2 separate regions of the Mus musculus genome follow, and region 2 is linked to region 1. The links are chromatin contacts, called in public Hi-C maps. All regions are on one chromosome and are shown on one strand. Each heading gives the region's core, a stretch centred on a gene start, on an enhancer-like site or on the middle of the called end of the contact. The rest is flanking DNA. Distances are from core to core; before and after follow the strand shown. Region 1 overlaps Dclk1 (doublecortin-like kinase 1). Region 2 overlaps Nbea (neurobeachin).

The links. Hi-C and Micro-C count contacts between places; a contact is called where the count stands out from the background.
Region 2: a contact with region 1 is called in a Hi-C map of rod photoreceptor, with 4 times the contacts expected there. The contact joins two enhancer-like sites. A contact is called at or near these places in 3 of 484 Hi-C or Micro-C datasets (the HL-1 cell line, bone marrow-derived macrophages and rod photoreceptor) and 1 of 9 other capture datasets (embryonic stem cells).

Annotation. Positions count from the first base shown.
Region 1 is chr3:55,525,948-55,529,654 of GRCm38.p6, forward strand. The region is part of intron 16 of Dclk1 (doublecortin-like kinase 1); the gene reads left to right. Among named protein-coding and RNA genes, the nearest start is that of Gm31796, 16 kb to the right of the region's middle. Within about 2 kb of position 1,859, at least 9 of the 459 cell types and tissues checked have an H3K27ac peak or open chromatin away from gene starts, as enhancers often do. A contact at or near this core is called in rod photoreceptor, where this site is marked.
Region 2 is chr3:55,871,283-55,874,990 of GRCm38.p6, forward strand. It overlaps Nbea (neurobeachin), which reads right to left. Exons shown (of 58, transcript NM_030595.1): 36 at 2,437-2,501. Among named protein-coding and RNA genes, the nearest start is that of Gm31914, 10 kb to the right of the region's middle. Within about 2 kb of position 2,434, at least 17 of the 459 cell types and tissues checked have an H3K27ac peak or open chromatin away from gene starts, as enhancers often do. A contact at or near this core is called in rod photoreceptor, where this site is marked.

The DNA of each region.
Region 1 (3,707 bases), core at 609-3,108:
CTTTGGTAGCTATTTGTACTTCACTGTCCTTCTTTTAAACTTTTTTTTAAAAAGCCTCAGTGATGTTTAAAATGTTGTCCTTGAGAAGAGGATTTGCATGCTGCAACACATGAGTGGAGCCTAGCCTTCTTCCTGTTTTAATTTTAAAGTTTTATTAGAATACAGCTACATCCACTCATTGTCATGTTGTCTGTGGCTCCTTACGCCCTATTGTGATAAGCTGTATCAGAGAACCATAGCCTGAAACCCAAAACTTGCCTATTTGGCCTGTTGCAAAGTTTCCTCACCCCTGTGTTTAAGGGTGAAGGCTAGTTCTAAATTAAGAGCACCATCTATTAAAAATGCAAATTTCATGAGAATAAGGATGGGACTTATTTAAAGTGGTATTTTTGCCAAAGTAAAAGTGAATAGTTGAACTCAAAAGAAGAAATTTTGAGGTTGAATGTGTGTTGTTCCCCCCCGCCCCCCGCCCATGGTTATATAAAAGGAAGAGTTGGGGTAACCAGACAACATCTAAGATAGTCTGTAGGTTTTCATTTTTAACAACCCAGGAATAAATAAGCCTTTTGGCTCAGCTAAAATTGTACTTGCAGTAAAACCACCCAGCCTGTGACACAGCTGTGAGACTTAGTTTATGTTTTTAAATTTTTACAGATTTGCCTAGGCTAAGCCCTGCCTGTGGGGATTGACTGGCTCACTACTATGATGAGGGGCAGCCACCTGGCTGTTCAGTTTCTCTTCCATAAGGAAACCAGGGGCTGCAGAGCAGATGAAGGAAGTATATTCAGCCTCCGGAAGCCTGATACTAACACCCTGCAAGGGCCACCACTGTAACTCCGCTGGAGGCTAGGAAGGTGACAGAGCCAGGCTGGTTGAGACCCTTTTAAACATTTAATCTCAAAGTCCTGTGTCGGATCAAGATAGCTAGCATAGAAGCACACAGTCAGCCTTCCCAGGAAAGCAGGCCATGATATCTCAGAGAGTCACCTTGAGGAAGTCACATGGAAGACTGGTTCTATCCTGGTGCAAGCCTCTTTTTTGCCATTTTAAGGGTGACTTTTACTCTCGTGAAAATCCACACTGTGTCTCCAGGAACTCTGGCAAGGCCCCCAAACGACACAACAGCCAAACAAAATAGAACCGCACTAACCATGACAATAAACACAATGAAACGAAGAGGGATACCAGGATCGATTTGTTAGTTTAATTTTAATGGCAAGCAAATTATAACTTAGTCCCTACAGAGTGAGGGTTAGCAAGGAGCGGGTTCCTGAGATTAATGCCCCAGCCTCCTAGGTAGCATGAATAATGGATGGACTAAAAGGCAAAACGCACAATAATGTTCTTTTATTAATGAAATGAAGACTCGTTGTGATGGCTGGCAATAAATTAGGAAAAGCCAAAGAGGGAAAGTCATCAACACTTGCGCCTTTGAAAAATGTAGTTTCTTAAATCCAATAATTACTGCCATGACAGAAAACATCGCTGCACAACAGAAATGAAGTACATCCCTTGCGAATCCTGCCTGTATTGCAGAGAAATATTTTTGATCCATAGACTGTAAGGTCTATTATTTGCTAAGAGAAAACACAGTCCATTACGGTGGATTGATGGCGATGTTAAGCATTCTGGTGGCATTCCATAGGTGAACACAATTTTTACTGGGGCTCAGGCATTGGAAGACCTTCTTTAGTGCATGCTCATGGAATCTAGAAGACTGTGGGGTAGACAGCACGACCAAGGTCACATTATTAGCTGGGCTAGGACAAAAGCTAATTCTCCCAACTTCTACCCACTGCTGCTTCCAAGAGGATTAAGCTAAAGCTGTCAGACAAGACAGGCTTTACAGAGCTATGTGGTGCCTACAAATAGCAAAGACAAAGCTGATTCTATAATCCATACTCCTGGATCTTGCCAGGGCTTCCCCTGGTAGTGTGGCATTTCCCTGTTTAACCCTGCACAGGGACCAGATGCAGTTCAAGTTCATTTGTACACCCTTCAAATTTAGATCCTTGTCAGAAACAAGGATTTAAAACATCTGAGTAGAAGGTAGAATGTAGACGTACTTCATCAATAGAAGAGGTCATTGACCAGGTAATTCTTCGGGTTAGGATTTCCTTACGTGTCAGTGTGCCTGGTACTGTGGTAGGCTCAGAGACAGGATAGATGTTAATTCCTTTATATTCCCAGCTATATATGCTGTGTGCAGGGCCCTGAGTTGCTGGGCTAACTGACATATTACAACCATCTGTCACCTGCTACAGTAGCAGCTAGAGGCTTTGTCAGAGTCAAAAAGCTAACAGTTGGTGGTGGGTATTTGTGGTGATTCTTTTATAGAGGGCGGACGGGCTTACATTAGTCTGTTTCTCTACATCATTTCATTTTCCAATGATAATGGTTTTTTTCAACCAAGCACCCCGTACAGAGAGTGGGGACAGAGACATACATACAGGCATCTGAAGTAAGTCATACTTGGTTACCACTGGTCTGCCTTGGAATCCTAAGGGCTCCTAGCTCACCTCTAACCTGTGGTAATTAACATCAAAATGTGATACTACAGCCTTGAGATTCTCTTAGGGGCTCTTAATGGGGTGGAGACTCTCTGAGGAGACATTTGGGATTTCAATAGCAGCAATACATGCTGGATCCAACAAAACCACAAACACTGAGCAGAATAAATTACAAAATAAATCTGTCAGGAAGTCTTATGTGTTCATGGGACATTCAGCCCACACCTTAAGACACATCCACTTTGCAAAGGTAGGCAGTGAGGAGGAGACACTGAGAATATCTATGATATCTGATATCTGAATCTTGTATGGGTGATAAAAAATAAATGAATAAGTAAAGCCACCTCCCAGCCATTCAGAAATGGCCTGGAGTTCAGACACAGCATTTCAGAGCACAAATCACGCTTCAAATGCTTTTTTTTGGGGGGGGTGTTCTAGTTTGTTCACATTTGCATGACAATCTGCTACGAATACATCACTAGGAGTAGTTCTGTTTTCTTGCTGAATCCATAAGTTCTGGAATGCACAAGGGGGCTACAGAATCAGGTTGTAAAAAGTAAACGGTACATGTCTGAGAGGTGTGCCAATTGTGATAACCTTAATTAAAATTCTAAAGAAATCACAAAAGGCAGTACTAACTGTGATCAGACACTGCAATGGGCAAATGTATGAATAACTGAGAAATAATTGTATAAGATACAGGGATAATTTTGCTCATATTTGAAATGTATTAGATTCTGAAGTAGTATCTCTATTCATTCCTTGCTATTTTATATTATTAGAAAGTAAATAATCACCTAAAATAATTTTAGATTAGATGAGAAGTATGTGATACATGCACAGTCGATATGCCACAGTCAGATAAATATTCTGAAGCTTCTGATTGTAGCATGGAGAAATTGATATTTACATTAACTTTGAGAAATCTGCCCATGAAAGGTGGTAGGAGTACAGTGTGCAATTAATAACAAAAGCTTTGGTCAGAAGGTTCTTGCCAGAGTGAGTTTAGTGGGTGATGTGTTACAGTAGGTTAATTGTGATTTGGTCTTGGCTAGATACATTGGGCTGGGCAGAGAAGAGGTCATGTCAGGTGGTGAGCAACTTGAGCCAGGATGCAGATCTGAGGACAACCAAGAGAAGTCCAAGACGTGGCAGTGACTGCTTTGGTATTTTGGGAAGAAAGCCCAGACTAGATTG
Region 2 (3,708 bases), core at 1,184-3,683, 350 kb after region 1:
TGTTTTTGTTGTTATTTGTTTTCCCTTCTCTCTTTCATCACAGTCTTGTTGTTCTTCATTTCCAAATGACACCTTATAGTGACATCAGCCTCAAGCCGATGACTGAAGCCTCACAGAGCCTCACAGGGCCGTCTGGTTTCTGATGAGCCCTTGAATATGTACATCACACGGCATATTAGCCTAAGCCTCAATGATGACTTCCCAGTACCACAAGTTCTTTCATGACAGGACCCTGGGCTGCTGGAATCTGTTGCACTAGATTGAAAGCTGTGGAATGACTGGAAAGGCCTCAGCAGCATACCTTGTCTCTGGGTTTTTGCTTAACATCATTACCATTCTCTACAAGTTCTTGTTTGTTTTTTAAGATCAAGTCTGTATTCTAGACTCACTGTATGGCTGAGCAGAACCTTGAACTTCTAATCCTCCTGTCTCCACCTCTAAAACAGAAGCATATTCCAACACACCTAATTTATGTGCTACTGGAGTTCAAACACTAGATGTCGTAAATGCTAGGCCAGAAGGGTCTGCTGAGCTCCATCTCCAAGTGTGGATGTCTTTTAACTGTGTCCCAGATCAAATTTAAGGTGGCATTCCCATACCACTGGCATGGTTCCTTCAACCTTAAACATAATGTCATGATAAGAGCCATTTTAGAATAAAGGACATTATGAAGCACTGTAGCTCCCTTACAAAATCAAATTCTCTTCTCATTCATGTTCTGTGTGTGCTTTTAAATGTTCAGTTTTCATTCTGAAAAGTATCTTTTTTTTTTTTTTTAAGATTTATTTATTGTTATATGTAAGTCACACTGTAGCTGTCTTCAGACACACCAGAAGAGGGCATCAGATCTCATTACAGATGGTTGTGAGCCACCATGTGGTTGCTGGGATTCGAACTCAGGACCTTCGGAAGAGCAGTTGGTGCTCTTAACCACTGAGCCATCTTGCCAGCCCCGAAAAGTATCTTTATAGTTGTCAAGACTAAGATCACCTTCAACTATGATCATAATACCCCTTCCTCAGGAAGCTCTTGATGGGAATTTCTGATTTTTTTAAATGATCAGTATATTCTCTTTTTTCAACTCTTCTCAGTACAAAACAAACCTTATGCTTCTGGAAAACAAAACTTCTCCAAGCTTTCCATATTTGATATTAGCAAATTTTCTAGTATCATTCTTTTTCTGTCAATAAATATATTCTAATTAAAAGCACAAGAATTTCTGCTCCCTTATCTCTTACAATGTTAATGACAGAAAACCAACTTTTCATTTCTGATGCCTGGGAAGAGGGCATAATCCCCAGTAACTGGAGTCACAGAGCTTGTGAGCCATCATGTGTGTGCTGAGAGTTTAGTCTGGATTCTCTGGATGATGATGAGCCAGCTCTCTTTCCCCATCGCCATTTCTTGTCATTTCGTTCACTCTTTACTCTCCACTCTTCAGTAAGCATAAAACTTAGTTTAATTTTGGAACTGTATTATGATGAAAATATTGTTTACTGACATCAAAGGCAGGAATGTACATTGAGATACTGTATAAACAAAGGTAGTTTCTCAGGATACAGAGCAAGGATGGAAGAAAGCACAGCCACACTAAAAACTGAGTTTTGATGCCCCATACAAACTATTTTTGAAGGATCATTATTTCTTAATGAAAAAGGAAGTTTAAATACTATAGCCATTACTGCTGTATTAATTTATGTAAAGCTTGTTCCGTAAAATCAAGCATCATACCAAATATATGATAATTATTTTCCATAGAATTCACTATATAATATAGAAAATTCAACTTATAATGGTTGCCTGTCTCAGGCTGATAGAACTACACATATCAAAGGGTGACACAAATAGCAACCTTAATGTGTAAACCACCCATAGAGCATTGCAAAAATCATAGTAAGCAACCACTCACAAGAGTGATAAATACAGCAATAGTTTCAAATAAAATTTCTCTCATAGCATCATTAACAATGGTAGCAGCCACTCCTAGCTAAGGCTGTTACACCGTCTGTATTGAACATCTCTTATACTTCCAGTCAGGTACCAATTACACGATAGGATCAGATGAAGTCACTTCATGTGAACTGATGAGGGGCTCAAGTGTAAACACTGAGCTTAGCCTGAAAACAGATGGGGTGGCAGATGGGAATGCAGACTGGTTTCACTTGATCTGCTTAACACAATCTCACTACTCAGTAAGATGTGGCTCAAATCTCACAAAACTAAATCTAGTATCATTATTTCATATATGCTTTGTCTCCATAACTAAATACTTAACATCTAAAATTTGTTAATTTAAGATTCAAGTGACTACATGTTAAATTATTGAATTCAAAGCTTTTTTCTAACAAATTTTAGAACAGATGGTACGAGAGCACAATTGTCTGGTGAAATTAAATGCTGACTGTCTAGTTGCCCAGAAAGTGTAAAATTAATTACCTTCCTTCATTGATGAGTTCAATAAATGCAAGGCCTGCATTCTTCTGGATAGAGTTCTGCCATTCCTAAAGGAATAAACCAAAGCAAGTGTAAGAAAAATAAACATGCAAACGAAATAGCAACTAGCTAAGGACCATGGTGACACTGTTACTAACATAGCTAAGGACCATGATGACACTGTTACTAACATACACCACACTTTGTTTTCAATAAGGTTTTTATAACAAGTGTCATTTAAGAAGGAAAAAAATTGAGTTTTCCTGATTCAGAGTTTAGAAGGTGGCTTTTGGTTGATAGAAAGCTGAAACTTGCTGGAAAGTAAGAAAGTAAGTAACGTGTCTGCTTAGCACTAAGGTTCCTTCCAGGAAAGAACCAATGACCAACAAAGGCCTGAAGCTATGCACAAGGAGGAGGTATATTAGACTGCTGAAGTCTTTAATCAATGATACAGAGTTTTCATTAGAACTGGAAGCAAAATTATGCCTTTATGCATTTATGCTTTTATGCACCTATGTTTTTATATCTATACATTTATGTATCTATACACTTATGCACATATATTTTATGCAACCATGCCTTTATGCATCTATACATTTATGTTGCTAAGCATTTAGGCATTCTATACATTTATGCGTCTATGCTTCTCCACAATCCACATCTTTACTTTGCCTTGGGAATAAACTGCTCTAGTCAGATTCACATTCTATAAAAGACTGAAACAGCACAAAGTTACAAATACAATCGTTTCAGATGTGAATCACAAAACTTAATAGTAAAAATATTACTCTAATGTAGTCTCTATTTGCTAATTGGAGATTAGCTAAATTTGCTAAATGCCTGAATCTAGCAAATCCAGAGAGAAAAAGCCACAACAATGAACACCAACAACTCTAATACACTGTTTTGGATTAGAAAAGAATGCTGTTTGTTTTGTATTCTTACCATGAAAAATTCGGAATATAATTTAAAAAGCGAGTTTTGGCTTTGGGTTTATTCAAATTACTTTCTCATTTGGCCAGTAAGTTTTTTCTTTATTGAAAATTCTATTTCTTTCTGCAGTTCTATAAATATTCTCACTAGTCCTATTAATATATACACATATATAGTCTCTATTAATTACTCATGTCACTTGTCTACAAATCTTATGACATGACTTGCATTTTTCTTGCACATGGAAAAGTATTTTATATAATATTTTTGACAGCATAAATGGTATGGTGGTATAAAAGTGTACACTTTATCATAATAAAATGCCAGTTAAGTTTTGAATCA